Linked DNA regions of Mus musculus: region 1 is linked to region 2. The links are chromatin contacts, called in public promoter capture Hi-C maps. All regions are on one chromosome and are shown on one strand. The core of a region is the stretch at or near the end of the contact, and the rest is flanking DNA. Distances in the headings are between cores, read along the strand shown. Region 1 holds the start of Ddost (dolichyl-di-phosphooligosaccharide-protein glycotransferase). Region 2 holds the start of Kdm1a (lysine (K)-specific demethylase 1A).

Evidence for each region. Promoter capture Hi-C pulls out the DNA fragments that hold promoters and counts their contacts.
Region 1: a contact with region 2 is called in a promoter capture Hi-C map of pre-B cells, with 5 times the contacts expected there. The contact joins the promoter of Ddost here to the promoter of Kdm1a in region 2. A contact is called at or near these places in 1 of 39 promoter capture datasets (pre-B cells) and 1 of 9 other capture datasets (liver).

What each region holds. Positions count from the first base shown.
Region 1 is chr4:138,302,860-138,308,605 of GRCm38.p6, reverse strand. It overlaps Ddost (dolichyl-di-phosphooligosaccharide-protein glycotransferase), which reads right to left and starts at 3,868. Exons shown (of 11, transcript NM_007838.3): 1 at 3,568-3,868; 2 at 3,341-3,451; 3 at 277-363. The coding sequence starts at 3,727.
Region 2 is chr4:136,599,923-136,605,066 of GRCm38.p6, reverse strand. Kdm1a (lysine (K)-specific demethylase 1A) reads left to right here and starts at 2,344. Exons shown (of 20, transcript NM_001347221.1): 1 at 2,344-2,835. The coding sequence starts at 2,482.

The DNA of each region.
Region 1 (5,746 bases), core at 2,619-5,118, 1.7 Mb before region 2:
AGGAGAAGCAACAAGTAACAAGGGACCTACAGCTGGGGAAAATGTTAGATCTGCCCAGTCTAGGCTCGCGGCTTGTAAATAAGACACCTGGACTGTGTGTCTTTTATACGGGCTTGCTAGGATTATAAATTCATACCACACCCGTAAGGGTCCCAGGGCCACTGCATCTCTCATTGCCTCCCCGGCCAGTGCCACGCTGGCATCTCCTGCATGCAAAGCTCTCTGAGCTCCATGGGAACGGGTGCAAAGACTTGCAACTTCCTAGGGCAGACTTACCAATATCAGAGCTGGCAGCCACCAAAACGCTGCCGCCACCATCAATGAAGGCACTGATGGTCTCCACGTTGATGTTGCCTCCAAAATCTGCAAGAAGGCCCCAGACACAGTCACTATAGGCACCCTGTCCCCCTCTGACACCTGCATGGAGGTAACAGACCCCCCCAGAGCAGCCAGAGCTCCCAAAATGAGAGGGTGGGTGAATCTACCACACCTGTTACATGGCACAAACCCACATGATCGAAGCAATGCCCTGGCACTCAGATGCAATTACCAAACGCGTCCTGGTCACATCTGTTGACGTGACAGCACACATTCCAAGCCACATCTATTCACTCAAAAACGCTCAACAGCCCCACCCACACTTCACAGTACTGCTGTTCAAATGCTCAGATGCGCCTTCGCCATCGCTGGCACCATGCCTGGGCCACCCTCCAGTAGTCTATCAATGTCGCTCCACCTAAGCTGTTTGAGGAAGTACCACAGAATACACAGACGACACTCACTTGATCGTAAGGCTCACTGGCCTAACACTAACGGCTTCCTTGTTCCCATTATCCACAGCACAACCATTCAGTGCTTTAAACATCACCCAAATGGCTTGCTGGCCCCCAGCATTTGACCGCTGAGGCTCTGTCCAGTTCACTTAGTGACTGACCACTGCTGCCACCAGCACCAGGTGTGGCTTGCTGAGCCCTAGGGTTCTCTCCACAGTGAGTCTGGTGTTTAACCTAAGTCCACTTCCTTGCTAAGTATTTCCTATGGGCTGGGAACAATGAAAGGGAAAATGAGGGAAGGGAGACACTGTGTTAGTGAGGAGAGCCATTGTCCAGTGACACATGCAAAGATGGAAGGGTTAGCCGGGCAGCAGCGTGGTGGAAGAGCACACAGGCAGAGTGAACAACGGCAGTGTCAAGTCTGCCAGGTAGGGTGAGCTACGGGGCTGGACAGGAGGCCAGGAGTGAGGTGAGGTAGCCAGTTATTGGAAGGCTGGGACTGGTGGAAGGCACTGGATGGAGCATTCTGAGCTGGAGAACAACATGACTTCCTTGGTCCCAAGGTGGAGCTGGGTACAGGTAGCATGTAGGTCAGAAGGCACTGTGCCAGGCTGTGAAAGCATCCTAAACCAGGAGTAGGTGCTGGGGCACCAGGGGAGGGGCTTTCCATGGGACCTAAAGGGAGACAGCAGGAGCCGGGGGTGGGGCTGGGGGGACTGGCACTTTAGACAGCTGGCAGAACCCACTCTTGTGTGAACTACAGAATACAAAGTAGCTGCCAGGGGAAACAAAAGGCCATCCGTGTTTAACTGAAGTAGAGAATGGCAGGGACATCTTACCCCAGACAGGGACAGCCTGGGCCAAAGATGAAACGGAAAAACTACCTAGCACATTCACCAAAAAAGCAAAAGAAACGGCCAGGGCTGGAGAGACGGCTCAGTGACTAAGCACGCAGGCTGCTCTTCCAGAGGACCAGGGTTCAATTCCCAGCACCCACACAGCAGCTCACAACTGTCTGCAATTCCAGTCCAAAGGGATCCACCACCCTCTTCTGGCCTCTGAAAGCATCAGGCATAAACATGGTGGGACATACATGCTGGCCAAATATCCATGCAAAACAAACAAACAAACACACACACACACACACACACATAAGAAATTGTCAGGCTGGACAGATGGCTCAGTGGTTAAGAGGACTGGCTGCTCTTCCAGAGGACCTGGTTTCAATTCCTAGCACGTCTGTAACTCCTGTTCCAGGAGATCCAACACCCTCACACAGACATACATGCATTCAAAACACCAATATATGTAAAGCAAAAACAACTAAGTTATATATTTTTTAAAGTGTTTAAAAAAGCAAAAAGAGCCAGGAGGTGGTGGCGCACGCCTTTAATCCCAGCACTTGGGAGGCAGAGGCAGGTGGATTTCTGAGTTCGAGGCCAGCCTGGTCTACAAAGTGAGTTCCAGGACAGCCAGGGCTATACAGAGGAACCCTGTCTTGAAAAAAAAAAAAAAATGAATGAATGAATGAAAAGAAAAGAAAAGAAAAGAAAAGAAAATTGCCAAAGGAACTGGAGATAGCTAGTTAGTGAAAATACATAGGAAGTGGCTAAAGCTATGGGAAGGGCAAGCATCTCAGCAAGATAAAAATATGAGACTCTCATGTCATCTATTCTCGGTTGGGGACACCAGACTCACAGGCCCAAGGGAGTTAAGAACACTTCTCCAAATATACACATGGAAGAGAGAGACAAAGTTCAGCTCAGTAGATCTTAACAGAAATGTCTAGTGGTGGACTCAACTGCCTTGTAAGACAGAAATAGTTAAGTGTAAGTTACAGATCTTCACTCCATTCAGTAGTCTCTGAGGGCTGGTGAGATGGCTTAGCAGGCAGCCACAGGTCGGTCACTGGGTTCAAGTCTCCAGTAAGGGCTGGGAATGACAAGCGGTGCCTATTACCCAAGCATCAGGAGGCAGAGACTGATCTGAGAGCTCACTGTCCAGCCTGCTTAGTCAAAATGGCAAGCTTCAGGTTCAGTGAGAGACCCTGGCTTAAGGGAGTGAGGAGTGTGACAGAGTAGGTGACCCGATTCTACACGTCCACAGAAGTGTGCACAACCTCACATACATGCATATTTCCCACCACCCCCAATACCAACTAGCCTTGTGTTGGTCAGCCAAAACACATCCATCAGGCCTTAAGGGTTGATGGGTATGTATCTATTTGTATTCTTATGACCTGCAGAATGACTTTTTACAGCAATCCATGTTAATAATGTGACAAATCTTTGTACACAAGCAAGTCAAATCAAGAGTTTCTTTATCAGGACCCTTGTTAGAGAAAACCCCCTTCTCCAGAAGCGAAATGTCTACGGGTGACATTTGGCACTCTATCCTTAGCTGTATCTTTTTGACGGATGAAATCTCCGAGGCCCAAGCTGCAATTAACATTTTCCTCTACTATACTTCGAAACTCACCCCAAGACCCAGAACATGCCCAGGAACAAGAAGACAGCCGTCTCCTGAGCCCCCCCAATCCCATTTCGAGGGGCGACGCGCGCCCTTACCTTCCACCGACGGGGAAAAGATGATAAGGTTGTCATAGAGGAACTCCCCGTACTTAATGAGGGACAAGCTGGGGTCATCTGCGGTCTTGAAGGTGAGCTCAAAGCCCCGGTCTGGAGGAAAGAAACCCGGAACCCGGTCAGGAGAGGAATCCCTGCTGCAGCCCTCGGAGGGGGCTGCCGTCTCCGCCCCAACCCGGGCCATTCCCTCGGCTCTGCTCGGCGCTCACCCTTCAGGCTGCGGAAGAACAGCGAGTGCGTGTCCCGCACGTTCAGGTTGTCCAGCAGCACGAGGGTGCGGGGGCCGCTGGCGCAGACGCAGCCGAGCACGGCCAGCAGCAGCCCGCAGAGGGGCCAGGCGCGGACGGCGAGGCGGGGATCCATCTTCATCTCCCAGCAGCCCAGGCCAGCACCTGGGCACCGGAAGCGTCCCTCGCGGCCGCCCAATGGCCGCTCGCAGCGGCGGAGTACCACTTGGAAGCGGTCCGGGTACTCCGTGGCCCCGCGGCCCACGCCGCTGCGGGGACGGACCAAGAAGCAGGGAACGCCACCGGAAGTGGCCCTCCGGAGGCCGAGTCTCTGTACCTTATTGGCGAAACGCACTTGAGGCTCCGCCTCCCCCATGGAAAAGGGCCAATCCAAGAGAGACAGCTCCGTAGCTGCTGCCAATCAACAAAGCCGGGCGCCCTTTGCCTCCGCCCAGGCTAGCTCCCGCCACATCTCTCAAACTCTCCTCTAGCGTCTCCAGATTTTCCGTTTCCTAGGCAGCCGCCCCTTTTCCCCCAGGACGCAGTTGTCATTACCAGGACCAGATAGGGGTGAATTCCTCGCCTGTCGCTAGTCTAACGGGCTCGGAAGCAGGCCCTTATCTCTTGAGAGCAATGAGGTGGGGAAATAGGCTCTGGCCAGGCCCGAAACAGGGTGGATGGCCAAGGAGAAGGTTAGTGATCAAAAGGCTCTTCACAACCAGGATTGGTGGCTCGTGCTTTTAATTTCAGCACTCGAGTGGGAGGCAGAGGCAGATCTTTGTGACTTCGAGGCCAGCCTGGTCCACATAGTGAGTCCAGGCCTGCTGGGGTCACATATTGAGAGCTGGTATAATGCGGCGGGAGGGAGCAACTTGGCTGGCCGGCCAAGGTGATCCCCTGAACAATCAAGCCACGCGACAGACCTAGTGTAAAGACGATTTATCGTCGGTGGAAGGGAAGGGGACTTGGGACGGGGTAGAGACCGAAAAGGGGAACAGAGAATGGTAGAGAAGAGGCCAGCTGAGAACATCTGGGGGGAGAGAGGAGAGAATAGGAGATAGGGAGAGAGGCAGGTTAGCCGAGAGGAGTCCTTACACGCCTGGCTCGCACCTGGCTGGCGGCTACCCAAGCTGCTGCGTGGTGCCTAGCGGAATTGTCTATAAGCCAACATGGGGTGCCAGCAAGATGGTTCAGCTGATAAAGGTGCTTGTTTGCCACCAAGACTGACGTCGTGAGTTCAATCCCTGGGCCCCAGACGGTGGAAGGAGAGAACGGCCTTCTGCAAGTTGTCTTCTGACACACACACACACACACCAACCCAAGATTCAGGACAGAAATAAAACGTAGAGGTCTAGGGATGTGTACTTCAGTGGGTAAGATGCATGCATTATCTAGATTGCAGGAAGGCCTGGGTTTGATGCCCAGTATCATAGAAAACTAGGCATGGCAGCTGGCAGCTGTAACCTCAGCACTCGAGATACAAACATCAGGATAATTAGTGCAAAGTTGTCCTCAGCTACATGCAAGTCCCAGGCCAGCTGGATGTGACCGTCTCCATATAATAATTATCGTTCCTAAACTTCTCTGAAGCCCAACCACACCACTCAGTGACACTGACTTTAGGGATGTGCCATTGTTAGGACACCCTTTCAAGGTACCCACCTACACCTCTCCCTATAGCTTCAACCGCCTCTGCTCTCTGCTCTGAGTACTGCCAACCTTCGCACACACCCTTGAGTTGCCCATCTGCACCTGTTGCCCTTTCAGCTCCCTCCACAGGTGCCCGCCCTCCCCAGGACTCCCACCTGAGATCTGTATCTTTGCTTTTCCATGGTGGTGGGTGGGGCTTTATTCCCTCAGAAACCTGAGCAACCTCCCCTGACTGGTGCTACTGCAGTGGCCTTTGGTAGTCTGACCCTGTACCCTGGCTGCTTCAGTGAAAACTCCTTGGCCCAAGAGTAAGTAAGGCCTACCAAAGTCTCTGGTATAAGGAGGAGGGCAGAGTAGCTCAGTACAGAGCTAGCACATACTCTAACCCTTCACAGAATACCACGAAGTGGGTGCAGCTCTCGTTTATCGAGGTGGTGAGGAACTGTCAGCTCCCTTGACTGTGGGCCCACCGAGGTCATGCTGGAATACAGAGGGGAGGGCTGTCATGGCA
Region 2 (5,144 bases), core at 1,095-3,594:
GGTTAATGTTAGTGACAGAGTCGCCTGGGCGTTGGGCCTCGGACATACCTGTGGGGGAGTGTCTTCACCATGTTGACTGAAGTGGGAAGACAGGGCAGCTTTCCCGATGGCCCCTTTCCTGCAGTCCTGGGCTGTGTAAGATGGAGAGAGGAGCAGTGTTTGCATTCATCCCTCCGGGCTTCCTGCTTGTGGATGCCATGGGACCAGCTCGCTCTAGCTCCTGCTGCCTTGGCTCCTCTACCATGATGGTGTACCTTGAACTGTTTTAAGCTAGTTCAAATCCATCGAGGCAGGGAGCAGAACAGTTGCAGCCAGGGGGACGGGAGAGTAATACGCTCACATCTTTTACACCATATATCATATCACCTGCTTATGATGGAAGAGCAGGATTTAGCCCTAGACTTCCTTACATTACGAACTCTTCTCTAAACTGCTCTCTTCTCTTCCTCACAAAGCTTTCTCCAACCCCTCAATATAATTCTACCACACTCACCAATTTTGTTAATTGTGACCATGAAAACATACTTCACACATGGGACATACGTGGTCCTGTGAACACATTTTTTTTTTCTTCCTGCGTACTGTTTTTGCTTTTTGGTTTGTTTTTTGAGATAATGTTTCTCTGTGTAGCCCTGGTCAGCCTGGAACTTGCTCTGTAGACCACCAGGGTGGCCCCGAATTCAGAGATCTGCCTGCCTCTGCCTCCCAAGTGCTGGGATTAAAGTCGTGCACCACCACCTTCAGGCCTAGTTTTTTTTTGTTTTTGTTTTTAAAGTCTATTTTGTTCACAGAGTTCAGTGAATTTTAGTGAATACTCACACCTCTGTAAGCATCACCCCGATCAAGGTATGGAGTTTCCTCCAGCAACCTTCCTCCTGCTGTTCTGTGTTCAACTTCATCACCTTGGAAGAATTAAACAAACCAGCAAAACCCTGTAACAGGGCCCCAAATCTTAGTAGGCTGAAAGATCTTACCACAGTTAACTCAATGGTGGAAATACCATTTAAGCTGTAAAACTTAACACATAGACAGTACCACCTGCCAAAACTAAAACAAAGGCTTAATCCATTTAAGTCCGTAGTTTTGGGAAATGGACTGACCTTGCTTTTTGGCTTCTGTAGTTCTGCTTCTGGCTAACTGAAGCTTTTAAAAAAGTTTTATTTATTATTTCTAAGTACACTGTAGCTGTCTTCAGACACACCGGAAGAGGGCATCAGATCCCATTACAGATGGTTGTGAGCCACCATGTAGTTGCTGGGAATTGAACTCAGGACCTCTGAAAGAGCAGTCACTTCTCTTAACCACTGAGCCATCTCTCCAGCCCCCCATCTCCCCAGGCCCCAAGTAAATACTTTCTATTGGCTTAAACCCATGCCTGCATTCTTCTCTGGTGAATATCTCATAGCCCCCCAACATCCTATACATCTCAACATCTCATGAATAAAACACCCACATTCACAACATTAGAAAGAACTGACCAAGCCGGGCAGTGGTGGCACATGCCTTTAATCTCAGCACTTGGGAGGCAGAGGCAGAGGCAGGTGGATTTCTGAGTTAGAGGCCAGTCTGGCCTACAAAGTGAGTTCCAGGACAGGCTGGGCTATACAGAGAAACCCTGTCTCGGAAAAACCAATCCCCCACCCCCCTCCCCAAAAAAGAAAAAAAGAAAAGAAAGAACTGACCTAGGTTGAAGAAGTGTTATGCGCCTGGAGATGAGAGGCATGGAGGAGGAGGCATGGTGGCGAGCATGTGCAGCCTCAAGAAAGAAAATAAACACGGCTTGGAGGCAAGAGCGAGTCCACTTTGACTCAAACCAGAAATTCCTCATTTCTCTCTATTTTATTACCGTGGAAATTCGTGCACTCTTTATTTCCCCACAGTCCAAGCAGGGCCATTATGAAGCTAGTTTCCCTAGCTCTAGGGATAACTCGGGGCCATATACATTCTGGGCCAGTGCTCTAAAGGTTGAGTTACAGAGCACAGGATAATTAAGTGATCATTAATTAAGTTGTACTTCAGAGTGTTCCCCTGTCTCAATTAGGTAGTAAGCCCTCTGAAAGCCGGAATTCCATAATCCACCCCTTGTCCTGCAGGGAGAGTGAATGTTATTAGTTGAAGTGACTAGTGTATGGGGTGAATATTGAGAGTCCTTGATGAAAACGGTCGGGCTCAGAACCCGAAGTCAGGCGGATATGCTGGGTCGCACTCCCAATCGCAGGGGGCGCTCTAGGTCAGCCTCGCGATCGGAGCTGCGGCGCCGCTCTAGCCTCCAGGACGTCGCTCTCTGGTCTTGAGCCGGGGACAAGCGGCTGCTTTTTTGTCCTGGTGCGGCGGGAGCGCGCAGGGCGCGTGCGCACGCGGGGGTGTTTGGCTTCGCACGGAGCGTGAGAGGTGCGGGGCGGAGAGGCGCGAGGCGGCTGCGGACCCACGGAGCGGCAGACCGATCGGCCCCTGCGGCCCGCGGCGGCCAGGCGGCCCGAGATGTTGTCTGGGAAGAAGGCGGCGGCGGCGGCAGCGGCAGCGGCGGCGGCGGCGGCTGCTGGGACCGAGGCCGGGTCCGGGGCGGCGGGCGGTGCCGAGAACGGCTCTGAGGTGGCCGCGCCGCCCGCGGGCCTGACGGGCCCCACCGACATGGCTACGGGGGCGGCGGGCGAGCGCACTCCCCGAAAGAAGGAGCCTCCGCGGGCCTCGCCGCCCGGGGGCCTAGCCGAGCCGCCGGGGTCTGCTGGGCCCCAGGCGGGGCCCACAGCCGGGCCCGGCTCCGCGACGCCCATGGAGACCGGAATAGCCGAGACCCCGGAGGGCCGACGGACCAGCCGGCGCAAGCGGGCCAAGGTGAGGCCGTGATCGAACCGCTGGTCCCGGGGACCGGAGTGGGGCCGGGGGAGGGGAGGCCCGGCCTTTGTGCGGGGACCCGGTGTATCGGGCGCTGGAGGGTGTGACCCTGATGGTCTGACTGGGAAAGATGGCTTCCCGACGCGTTTGTCTACCTGTGTGTCTGATGTGTGCGGACGGCGGACGGCTTCTGGGTTGTGTACACCGGGGAGATGGGTGTGATGCTCTAAGAGTCAAGCTGCATGAAAAGAAAGAGACTTTTTCTTTGTTTTTGAAAGGTCTTGCTGTACGCCAGGTACGCGTAGACTCTTATTTCTTTCTTTCTTTTTTTTAAAGATAAAATAATAAAATATACAAAAACCAATCGTTTATTGTGCGTGTGCGAGTTGGGGTCATAGGATAGCTCGCCTGAGTCCTTCCTGTCTTTCCGCCATGCTAAGGAATCGAACTGAGGTTGTCAGGCCTGGAGGCCAGCGCTTTCTTGGGGCCCGGGTAGACTTTTTCAAATTGTGGAAGCGAATGAAGAATACCAGTTGGACACGGGGCGAATATAAAGATAAAGATTTGGCATCAAATCCAACACTATCCACAGATAACCTCTGTCTCACACCCCAGTATGCCAGATGGTGCATTTGGCACAGGGCCAGCGTTTTTCGTTTTCCCAAACACCACTGGACTGGTATTGTTAGCTTCATTTTAAGAATGAGTAAAAAGAGGTTTGCAGTTTCAGAGTTTGGTGTTTTGACAAGGTGTAATTCGATATTGAAACAAACAAACAAACAAACAAACAACCCTCTGGGTCAGTAACCTTGCTAAGCATTGGTGTGGCTTTATTGCACAGTATTAGCCTTAACCAGAGATGCTTAATCTGATGGGGAAATTGGAAATACATATGGGTTTGTAATAAATACAAGAAGTAGTCTAAGGGGCTGGAGAGGTGGCTCAGTGGTTAAGACTGCTGACTGCTCTTCCAGGGGTCCTGAGTTCAATTCCCAGCAACCACAACCATCTCACATCTGTAATGGGATCTGATGCCCTCTTCTGGTGTGTCTGAAGACAGCTACAGTGTACTCAGATAAATAAATCTTTAAAAAAGAAAGTAGTCTAAGGATATGGCTGAATGGCACAGGACTGGCCAAGCAGAATTGAGAATTTGTGTTTCTGTTTGTAGCACTGCAAGATAAATACAAGTGTTAAGTAGTGTGACTTAGGTAGCTTCTTGTACATTGTTCTCTCCTGCTGTGCTGGGGAGTTGACTCTCTTATGTGCTAGACAGGTTCTCTACTATAGCCCCAGTCCTCCTTTTTATTTTGAAACTATATTGGCCCTAAATTTATCTTGTGGCTTAAACAGTGCTTGAACTTGTGAACCTCCTGGGTCAGCCTCCCAAGTGACTGGGATTCTAGACCTGCCTCAGTAGGCCTGGTTTGTTTTGTTTTTGATTAACAAATATCTTGTTATGTTGCTCGTAAGATCTCAGATTCCTATGCTCAACACATAGTCTGACCTAGGCTTCCAGAGTGGTCCCTACACTGTGCCAGGCTGCTGGGTATCATTTTCCAGGGCGGTGGGATGTGTTACTGGAGAGCCTTCAGCTTCCTGCTTGAGACCTTCATACTCACTGCTCAGTCATTTGGATTTGGGGGAAAGGCCTGTTGGGGGAGGAGGGATTATCAGACATGCATTAGAAAGGAGGAGTATTGGGGATACTGGAATAGTTTTAGCAGAGATGGAGAGGAAGGGTCAACCAAAACCAATGATGTATGAAAATGCTATAAGGAAACCTACCAAACATGTTCTTAAAATCCACAAAACTAGAATCCTCTTAAAACTGAAGAAAGTGCATGTGGGAAGGCAAAGGCACACAGTGACGCCCTGCCCCCAAGATAATCTGAATACATTTCAAACCGCCTGCGTTAGTTTGTTTGTTTGATTTTATTAAAGGCATTAGAAAAGCACAGAGGTTGACTTCAACCTTGGACATGAAGGAAGGCAGAGTCCAGTAGGAACCCGTTTTATCAAGTCATGTCCAGAAACAGATAACTTAAAAACAGATTTGAGGTCTGGAGAGATGGCTCAGAAGTTAAGATTGCTGGCTGTTCTTCCAGAGGTCCTGAGCTTAATTCCCAGCAACCACATGGTGGCACAGAACCATCTATAATGAGATGTGGTGCCCTCTTCTGGCATGCAAGCATACATGCAGTCAGAACACTGTATACATAATGAGTGAATGAATGAATGAATCAATCTCAAAACAGATTTGAGATAATGTGTCAATGTTGCTTTTAAATTATGTAATCTGGGGCTAG